Regions from separate parts of the Drosophila melanogaster genome. Here region 2 is linked to region 1. Evidence: chromatin contacts called from public targeted proximity ligation data. All regions are on one chromosome and are shown on one strand. The core of a region is the stretch at or near the end of the contact, and the rest is flanking DNA. Distances in the headings are between cores, read along the strand shown.

Region 1 (4,527 bases), core at 96-2,595:
ATTGGCAATTATAGAAGTTCCTTGTTCTCCTAATATTACAAGTTTATCTGGTTCTTTGTGCAACAAACTCACCTTGTGGCAAAACGCGGCTGCCTCCTTGGCCACGCCTACTCCGTCCGCTGAGTGGGCGTGCGTTGATGGCGAGGTCGCGTAGACGAAGAGCGGTAGCGAGCTAAAGTTCCGTTTGTCCTGAAAGCGGCGGCTGAAGAATAACGGCTTGTGGCATCCCGCTGCAGCGGCTAGTATGTTTGTTGTTGTTGCCGTTTTCGTAACACTAGGTGTGGAAGCTACTGCTGCTGCTTCTTCTTGTCTGCGCGTATTTACTGTTGTTGTTGTTGTTGTTATGGGTGCTGCAGTTGTTGTGTTTGCTGTTGTTGCATTTGCTGGGGTCGCCATTGGCGTATCGCAATTTTCTCGTATTATCGCCGCTTCTTCCTCTTCGCTGCAAGTTGTTGTTGTCTGTGTTTGCGTTTTTGTTGTTGGCATGACTACAACTACAGCTACTATAAATCGAATATAAATATATCGACGGAGGCGTGGGCGGTGGCGGAGCTGTGGGCGTGTCCCTGCAGCTGCTGGCGTCCCTTATTGTTGTTTCTGTTGTTCTTGTTGTTATTACTTAGGACCTTGGCATTATCCTCCTCCATCTTTTTTGCTGTTCAAGAAGTCAGCGAAGTTCAGCGCTTGCCAAAACTGAATGATTAGCACTTGCACATCGTCGCGTTTATCTTGGCTTTCTTCATTATTTCTTGTTTTTCAAGTGCAAAAATATTGTACAAATTCTTGGGCCATACAAAAGTGTGAGTTCTGTGTAAAAATTCACAAAAAAATACGCACGAAGCCGATTGCGGGGGTGGGAGAGAGATGGCGATACACGAACGAGTTCAAAGGGCCGCCAAACTAGGAAAAACACGCCAACAAATCAAACAAAACACTTGCACAACCGCAATTCGATCAATGTCGAAGCAAAACAGCCACTAATATTAAGTATATTACTTAATTAACAAACACTTTTGTTTGAAATATTTTGCAGACAGTTAAAGTTAGAGCTGGAACCAAAATCGATGTTTATGCGATACTATCGATGTATAGGGTAAGAGGGCTGCATTGATTAAATTCAGCTACCGTCGATTGTTTTAACTGTTCATACTATTATAACGGCAGTTTCAGACAGCGGAAGCGCCATTTGGAGTAGTGAGAAAATAAAAAGTTAAATTAAATGAACCAGTTTATTTTGTTAAAAATATTTTCATCCTTATGATAATAAAATCTAAATACTAAAAATCTACTAACGCCTGTTATTCCCAAAAACTATCGATAGCACAACGGAAAATATCGACAAGTATCCTGAATTGGCACGTCGGCCTTGCCAGACCAGCGCTCTGGAGTGAATTTAAATTTTAAAATAACGCCCTGTCAATTCAGTTGTAGAACTCAGTAGCTAGTCGGAAAGTTTTCAAGAACTCGGATTACCAACATCTCAAAATTGCTCAGTAAAAACATTCCGGCAGCCTGCAACACGTTGGGTGTTAACAAATTTACATACAAGTTGCAAGCTTTTGGGCGCACGCACCATCGATAAGAAGGTAGTTCGAATAAAATATAACACCTCCTCGCTGCCGGTAAAACTATTTCTTCTGGCTGTTCCCGAACTAAAGTGAGTATGAAGAGTCTTGCATTGGCAATCAAATTGTAATTAACTGATTCATCCCTCACCTAAAAGGCGTTGCCACCCAATCGATCTGGCCACCCCTAGCGAAAAGGTCATATAGCTGGACTGCTCTGCTGGACTTCCGCTTCACAACACTACCACACGACACAGACACACCATTCCTCTCGCTCGGGCTTACACTTCGGTGTAACGATTGTGCTTCGTTGCGTTCTCAGCTCACTAACGGTCGTCTCTATCGCACAAACGGTCGAAAGGCCCCGCATTGATTGTGAAAAAATAATCGTCGCCGTAGTCTTCGTCGGGTCGCCGTTTTTACTTGCAGTGCGCTGGTGCTGCTTTATTTCGTGACAAGGGACACTCAACCGAAAGAGCCATATTTAAGCATCAAAGTTCTAGAGGCGCAACGCAGCTTTGTGTTTCGTTTTTCGTTCAATTCTAAGCAGGAGGATTATATATTGAATAAAACCCAATTCTGTGCGAAGAACAAAAGAAATACGCGAGACACCAACACCAGCACACAACCAACCAAACACACACACAACCAACCAAACACACACACAACCCAGAAAATCAAATTTCAATCAGAAAATGGCGTTAAAAAGAATCAATAAGGTATGTGAAAAAAGGAATATCTCAAAAAACTTTGCGAAACGGACTAAAAAAAGAAAGAACAGAACCCTTTGCGATACACCAAAATGATAGTCTAAAAAAAAAGCGAACAGACATCAGTTTTCAACGGGAGAAAAATTTTATGCAAGAAATGTGAAACGTAGGTAGTAACCGAGGAGAAGAAAGAAGAAGCGGGGGGAAAGAAGCGTGCAAGAGGGAAGGGAGAAAATGAGCTGTGGAGTTACCATTTAATTAATAAGTTAGTAATTAGGAGCAGATTAGAAATTTTGAGGGTGGTGAAAAAGGTATAAGGATGTGTGTGTGTGGTGGGCAAGGCAACGTGTAGTGCAGTCATCGCTTCCGTTACTTTTGCGAGAGTGTGGGATAAGTGTGTGTGCGATGCGTGTGCGTGAAAGTGCAATGCAAATGTGCATTGTTTGTGTGCGTGTGTGCCGGGCACCTGGATGCATTTACATTAATGCAACTATACGGCGGAGTTTTCGCAGCTCTACGGGCGCTGTTACCCAATACACGCTGTACACGGCACTCGCACACACTCTCAGCCTCGCAACAGTCACACATAAACGCACACACTGCCAGCGCCGCAGAAAGATCCAGCAAAAAATAAAACAGAGCAAAAGCAAGAAGCGTATAAAATTAACCTAACCCTACTTTTTGCGCTGATAATTCAGAAATAGTGCTGCCCCCAAGCATATATATTTATATATGTATTTAGGTAGAGTGGTTCTAGCGTGCGTGCTTCGATAATTATTTTTAAAGTGCCTGCGCGTCGTTTGTCCTTGTCCAGTAAATGCTTTTTTACACCCCAATGTTCAAGGCCCTGACAACCCGATATTTTTTCAAAGTCATCCCAGCCTTCCTCAAAAGCATTAGTAATATCTCGAAGTTGTGGAAATGTTACTTGGCAAATTGGGATCTTTTTTTACGTTTGAAGCCGGTTATCATAGTCATACCCCACACACACACACATTAAAACGCTCGCAAATACAAAGTCTCGCCATCACTTGGCTATGGCCATTGCATGCCATCTCGCTCTGGCCCTGGCGCATTCCCTTTGCCCGCGACAGCTGAGGCCTCATTCGGTCCCGCTCGCGCAATGGGGCAGAGCCAAAGAGAGCGCAAGTGTGTGAGTGCTAGCGGGGCTTAGTGTTGCAAAACACCGTCAGCCAAAAGGGGGCCCCCAAATAATTAGTTATAAATTATAATTAAGCATAATTTACATACAAAATGAGCAGCGAATGCGGAATTTGTTCATATCTATGCGTATGTGTGAGCGTGGTGTGTATTTGTGTTTGAATGTGTGGGGCGGGGGTCTGCTGACTGTCTCGACAAAAGCAGCGCTGCCTGCGTCGGCGTCATGGCCATTGAGTTTTCCTCGTTTTTCGTAGTTTTCTATCCATTATAACATTTTAATGCCTGCCTAAATGAAAACGAAATGGCAAGCGGCAAACCGGAAATAAAAGTATACATTGTAGTAAACTCTTAAAATCACTCACGCCCCCTTTTTGTGGTCAATTCTTCAAAAGCCTTTTTTCTCTAGATGGCCTCATTTGCCAAAAAAGAGAGTTAAAGAGCGAGAGAGAACGGCTTAAACGCCGATCGGAGCTCACTTGAACCGTACACTGAACGAAATGGGCTTTAGAACCAATGCATATGGCATTTAGTCTTACTGAACCAATTCTTAAAGTTCACAATATTAATTATTCGAATAAGAATTAAATAGAAGTTTGTATTGGTAGTGCACCTGGTCTAATATTGATAATATTATCGAATTTTCTTGCTGTGCACAAGTGTGCGTGTTTGTTTTTACTTCATTTGTTCGTCTGATATGAGTCATAACCGCTCCGACTCCCAACGAAAAAAGAAATGTAACAATTTCTTGTAATTTATTTTTGCTCAACAGGTACAATTCCCAAAATGAGTAAGTGAGATGGGGCAAAGAAACACGGTGTTTTTCGCGACGGCTATTTTTGTTGTGCTCCACTCTGATTTTGTGGTGCCGTTACAAACACACGCATACACTGAAGCTCAGTCTTCTCACTCTCCTTCATTCTTCCTCCTCCTGCTGCTCCTCCTCTTACTTCTCCACTGAGTCGCGCTACTCTTTCGCAGCTCATCTTCATTATTCTTTTTATATATATATTCTTTTTTTTTGCCGGTTTACCTTACACCTCATTCTCTCTCCCCGTTTGGAGTGTGTGTGTGTGGGGCAGCTGTGATAAGTG
Region 2 (4,525 bases), core at 84-2,583, 550 kb before region 1:
CGCTGAGAAAGCAGAAAGCTAGAAGGCCAACCGAATCGCTCAATTTTCAAAAGATTTCTTTCCTCCTTTTTGGCCTTATGTAAATGGGAGAGCGACTGCTGACCGTGTGTGTGTTTTATGCTAATGCTCGAGTGTGTGTGTGTGCTGTCAAGCGGGAGATAACACACAATTCGAAAGGTGAATGAATTTGGTCAGCGATAAGAACAGTTAGCCCAAAAATAGAGTTAAGAGGGACGGGGCCGGAACCACCCTGTATCTGAGCCCGAAAATTCGTTCACCACGAAAAGAACAACAGCCAGACTGGAAAAATTCACAAAGAGTAAAAACAACAGCTAAAAGAGAGAGAGCCGTTGGGAGAGCTCAAAAAACAAGAGAGCGCCACCTTTTCATACACATGCGTTGTCCCGCTCCTACACACACGAAAAAGTAAAAGAAAAGAGAGAACGAGAGAGAGAGAGGGGGCGAAAGAAATGCGCTGGACTATCTAGTCTTTTTTCCCGTCATTTAGGTAGGATTTATGCAAAATTCGGAAGACAGGTCACGCAGTCGTTTGTTTGCCCAAACCAAGGGGTAGCAAATTAAGTAAGTGGCTGGTGCTGAGCTTACTTCTTCGCGGCGCACCACCTCCAACTGCAGCCGCTTGTGGAACTCCTCGCACTCGTCTTTATACTTCTCCATCTCCTCTTTGGTCTGGCGCATCTTCTTCTTCAGCACGTCCAAGAGAGTGCCTTGTGGAATGCTGGTCGTCATTTTTGTGGTTTTTTTTTTCTTCTTGGCTTTAGCACAGAGGTTGTGGGTGTTTCTTTCTTTTTAACTTATGTTGACTGGGCACTTGAGCTCGATTTTTTCTTGACTGAAGAAGCACTCTGCCTTTTCGGACAGCACACCAAATTAAATTTTCAATTTGGAATGGAACACACGCACACACAGACCGAAAGGAAAGAGCTCGGTACGCACACACACTCGCACACAGAGTGAACGAACCACCGGTTTTTTCTTCGATAGCTTCAACTTCAACTGCTTTTACCCTGGCTTGGGATTGAACTTAAAGGGCAGTGTTTGATGGCAAAACTGGCAGGCGAATATGCTACGTTTAAATATTGAATATTGCTATTTGGTGGCAAAAACACAAAAACGCAGAGAGAGGCAACGACGACGCGACTGCGACGAGTACGTAACTGGAAATGAATCCATCGAATCGCCCGTCGAAGCGGCGGTGGTGGTTTGTGCGAGCGGGACAACTGCTGCCGCTGCAGCTACTGCCTTCCAGTCTGTCTGTGCTGCCTCGCCTAAAACGGTGCGCGTGTGTGTGCATGGTGACGCGTGTGTGTGCGACTGGAAAACCTGTTAAAAGCCGCTAAAATTCTGTCCATGTCGACATTGTTGTTGTTTTGGCATTAATTAGTGAAGAAATATTTTGGATTTTTGTCATTTCCAGGCAAGTAATATTATGCAAAAATCGGGCATGTAAAATGGTCAGCGAGGAAGATGAGTAAGGCGATTGGGCAGGTGTGTGCGTGCGTGTGTGCCAACGCAACCTCTCCCCCTCCCACTCGTTCCACTAATTGCTTCCACTACGGCAAACGGAAAACACAAAGCCGGCGCTTTATCACGCTTATCAGCAAACAACGTAAGCGCAACGTAATGAGTAATAGCGTTATGCTAACTGCTTTTCTTTGAACAGCTCAACCACCTGTAGCTATAGCCACACATTATTCCCAACTTCCCGGCGATGGCGTAATTGTTTTGATAATGCAAACAATGAGCGCTCGCCCATTTTTAGCCGGGCGACATTGAAGAGAAATTAAAAGTAAATAATAGTGGAAGGTCGTGCCGAGTATCGGCGTTTAATAATTAATTTGTTGGCCAATTTTGGCAAATCGAGCTTGGCCGCGGCACTGCGGCACTGCACTGTTTTATGCTTTGGCCATAAATGGCCGGGTTTTCCTTTTGGCTTTTCAAACTGTGTTGCCTTTTTCAGCGCACTGAGCAAAATTAAAAAAAAAAAATGAAAAAGCACTAATACCATTTAGCGGTCTTATCGGATGCTCTCTTTCTACCACCCGCACAACAGTAGGCGATATAGAGAGTGATAGAGGGGGAGGGCAACAGGTGGCCGGCGAGTACCGTTAGATATTCCAGCAATTGCGTAACTAATTAAACAATTGCCTGCAAATAAACATATTTGCCCAAATTAATGGAATACTTTTAAGATAGAATGCTTGTCTAAATTTTGTTTGGTAAACTCGTAGTTAAAGTTTTTCTATTTCTAGAAACTCACGCACTATTAAAAACATTCAAACAACATTCATAAGCAAATCGATTCTGCCTAGTGAAAGGTGAGAGAAATAAGTGATTTGAACGATGTGGGTCAAGAAATACCGCAGCTTAATCTTTACCTATGGCGAAAAGAATACACGAGGGCCGAGTAAAGACCCTGGGGCCAGCCAAGGGTTAAGGCACAACAAGAAAATCGCGAAAAGACGAAGACGACGACGTAATCGTTTTGCAATGCGAAAAACGACAGCAACAAATTGGAGCAATTGCTAAAAAAAAACCTAACCAAACTTTGGAGTCCCCTTTTCGCAGCACAACAGCAACGACAACAAGGTGGCTTCTTCGCTTAATTTGAAGAATATATAGATTAGTAAGGAATGTGCAAACAACTCCAAGTCTCTCGACCATTAATTACCCGTTTGAGTTGTGTGTTCATGATGTTGTGCAGCTCGTTGCGGATGATGTTGAACTTCATCATGGTGTCCGAACTGAAGATGGATCTGCCAAAGGCGAGTCCCGGATAATCCGCACAACGTCCCTTGTTCCGTCGAGCCTCCCGCTCCGCCACAATCTCGGCCGCCTCGCTGGTGCATCGCAACTTGGACCATTCCGCCGCTTGGTTGTCATCGTCGTCGGCCAGTGCGATGCCCTCATCGATGGCCCCGGCACTGAGATCGGTGGCCAGGCTGTCGCTGCTTTGCTCCATGGGATTGGATCGTTTGCTGCGTTCCTTCTTGCCTGAAGATTTCTTCTTCCGGTCGGATTTCTCAGATTTGTCCGATTTCTCTGACCTTTCACCCTTCTCCCGCTTCTTTTTCTTGCTCTTGGACGTGGTTGTGCCTGCTGGTGGGGCTGCATCCTCAGCTATTAAAGCTGCTGCCGGATTACTGGCCCCCTCATCTTGCACGCTGCTTTCGTCTGTGGGCGTGGGACTGTTGCTGCCCAGGGAATTGGTCACCGATTCACTGAGGGGCAGGCTTAAAGTGCTTCTGCTGGGTGGCAGCACCTCCTCCGTCTGCTGCTGTGGTTGCTCCTCCTCCGGTTGCGTCTCTCCTCTCAGATTGGACAGGGCGCTCTTTGAGTCGCCACGATAGAGTGCGGCCAGAATCTCCTGGACATTGGGCACATTGGGACGGCGAGTGCCCGAGAATCGCGGATGATGCTGGTGGCCACGACGCTTCAGCGAGGCGGGAACTAGACTGGTATTGCTGGCTGTATGGCTGCCAGTGCCACTGGTGCTGGAGTCATCGTGCTCCATGTCGGAATCGCTCCAGAAATCGCTCACTGGCGAGGAACTCCTGCTACGCCGGAGTGTCTCGAACCTTTCGTACAGCTGGGCTAGATACAGTTCGGCCTCCTCATCGCAGTAGTAGAGCAGGTCGTCCAGCAGGTTCAACTGCTCTTCGATGGAACACCAACGGGATGACAGGCCCGAAGATTCCGATTGCGTCCTCGGATTGCGAGTGCTCCTGGTGCCGGCTCGCTTTCTCTGCTGCCTGCTGGACTTCTCCTTCGCCTTATCACTTTTGAACAATTGTTTCTGCTGCCTCTGTTTCGGTTTGGCAACTGTTTTGCCCGACTGCGGCTGCACTTGTGTTTTTTCTGAAAAGTTAAAATGGGTTTTTCTTCGATTGACTATGTTTAGGGTCGTGTTGACCGTGTTGACCACTGCTTCCAATTGGTATTTTGTGTATATTTACAAACTGTTATGTTGCGTTAATTCCTTAATATTTACAAAATGCAATAATTTACTTTAATTTTTGGGTAATTTGTGGCCAAAATTGCTACGTGAATTTTTTTTACTGGAACCAGCTGTTGCTGGATGGGGCAGTGTGACCAGTCTGGAATATGCCGAAAATACCAATTGGCTTGGAAGTGCTGGCAACGGTGCATTTCTTGCTGATCATGTGGAATTTGCATTGCCAACTACATGCGCACTGTCCAAGGCTGACTGCTAGCGCACTTGCAGCTGGTGTGCGCGTGTAGATTTTGGCAATTTGAAATTCGCATTAAAGAATAGATAAACTGTTTACGCTTTTGCTGCGGCTGCTTATCCTGACCGCCACTGGTCAGTAAATGCCGATGTGCTCGCTTGATTTGATGGGCCAACGATTGGCGGCGCGCCGCGTTGCCAACAAATTTGATTTTGGGGCCTTGCTTAACGGTAACGCTGTTGCCGGCTAACGGTGGCACTGTTGCTGTTGTTGTTGCAGCTGTAGTTGTTGCTGGCGCGGCTTTTGTTGCATTT

What was found.
Region 2: a targeted proximity ligation map of the Kc167 cell line shows a contact between it and region 1, with 2.1 times the contacts expected there. A contact is called at or near these places in 7 of 107 Hi-C or Micro-C datasets (the D17-c3 cell line, the Kc167 cell line, the S2 cell line and 2 more) and 1 of 7 datasets of targeted methods (the Kc167 cell line).

The regions. Positions count from the first base shown.
Region 1 is chr3R:14,738,137-14,742,663 of dm6, reverse strand. It overlaps eff (effete), which reads left to right and starts at 1,345. Exons shown (of 6, transcript NM_169601.2): 1 at 1,345-1,657; 2 at 1,724-2,284. The coding sequence starts at 2,261. jvl (javelin-like) reads right to left here and starts at 1,082. Exons shown (of 6, transcript NM_142132.4): 1 at 73-1,082. The coding sequence starts at 486.
Region 2 is chr3R:15,287,607-15,292,131 of dm6, reverse strand. CG45218 reads left to right here and starts at 1,333. Exons shown (of 2, transcript NM_001300407.1): 1 at 1,333-1,630; 2 at 1,685-1,823. The coding sequence starts at 1,489. The coding sequence ends at 1,797. The region is part of intron 3 of Tm1 (Tropomyosin 1); the gene reads right to left.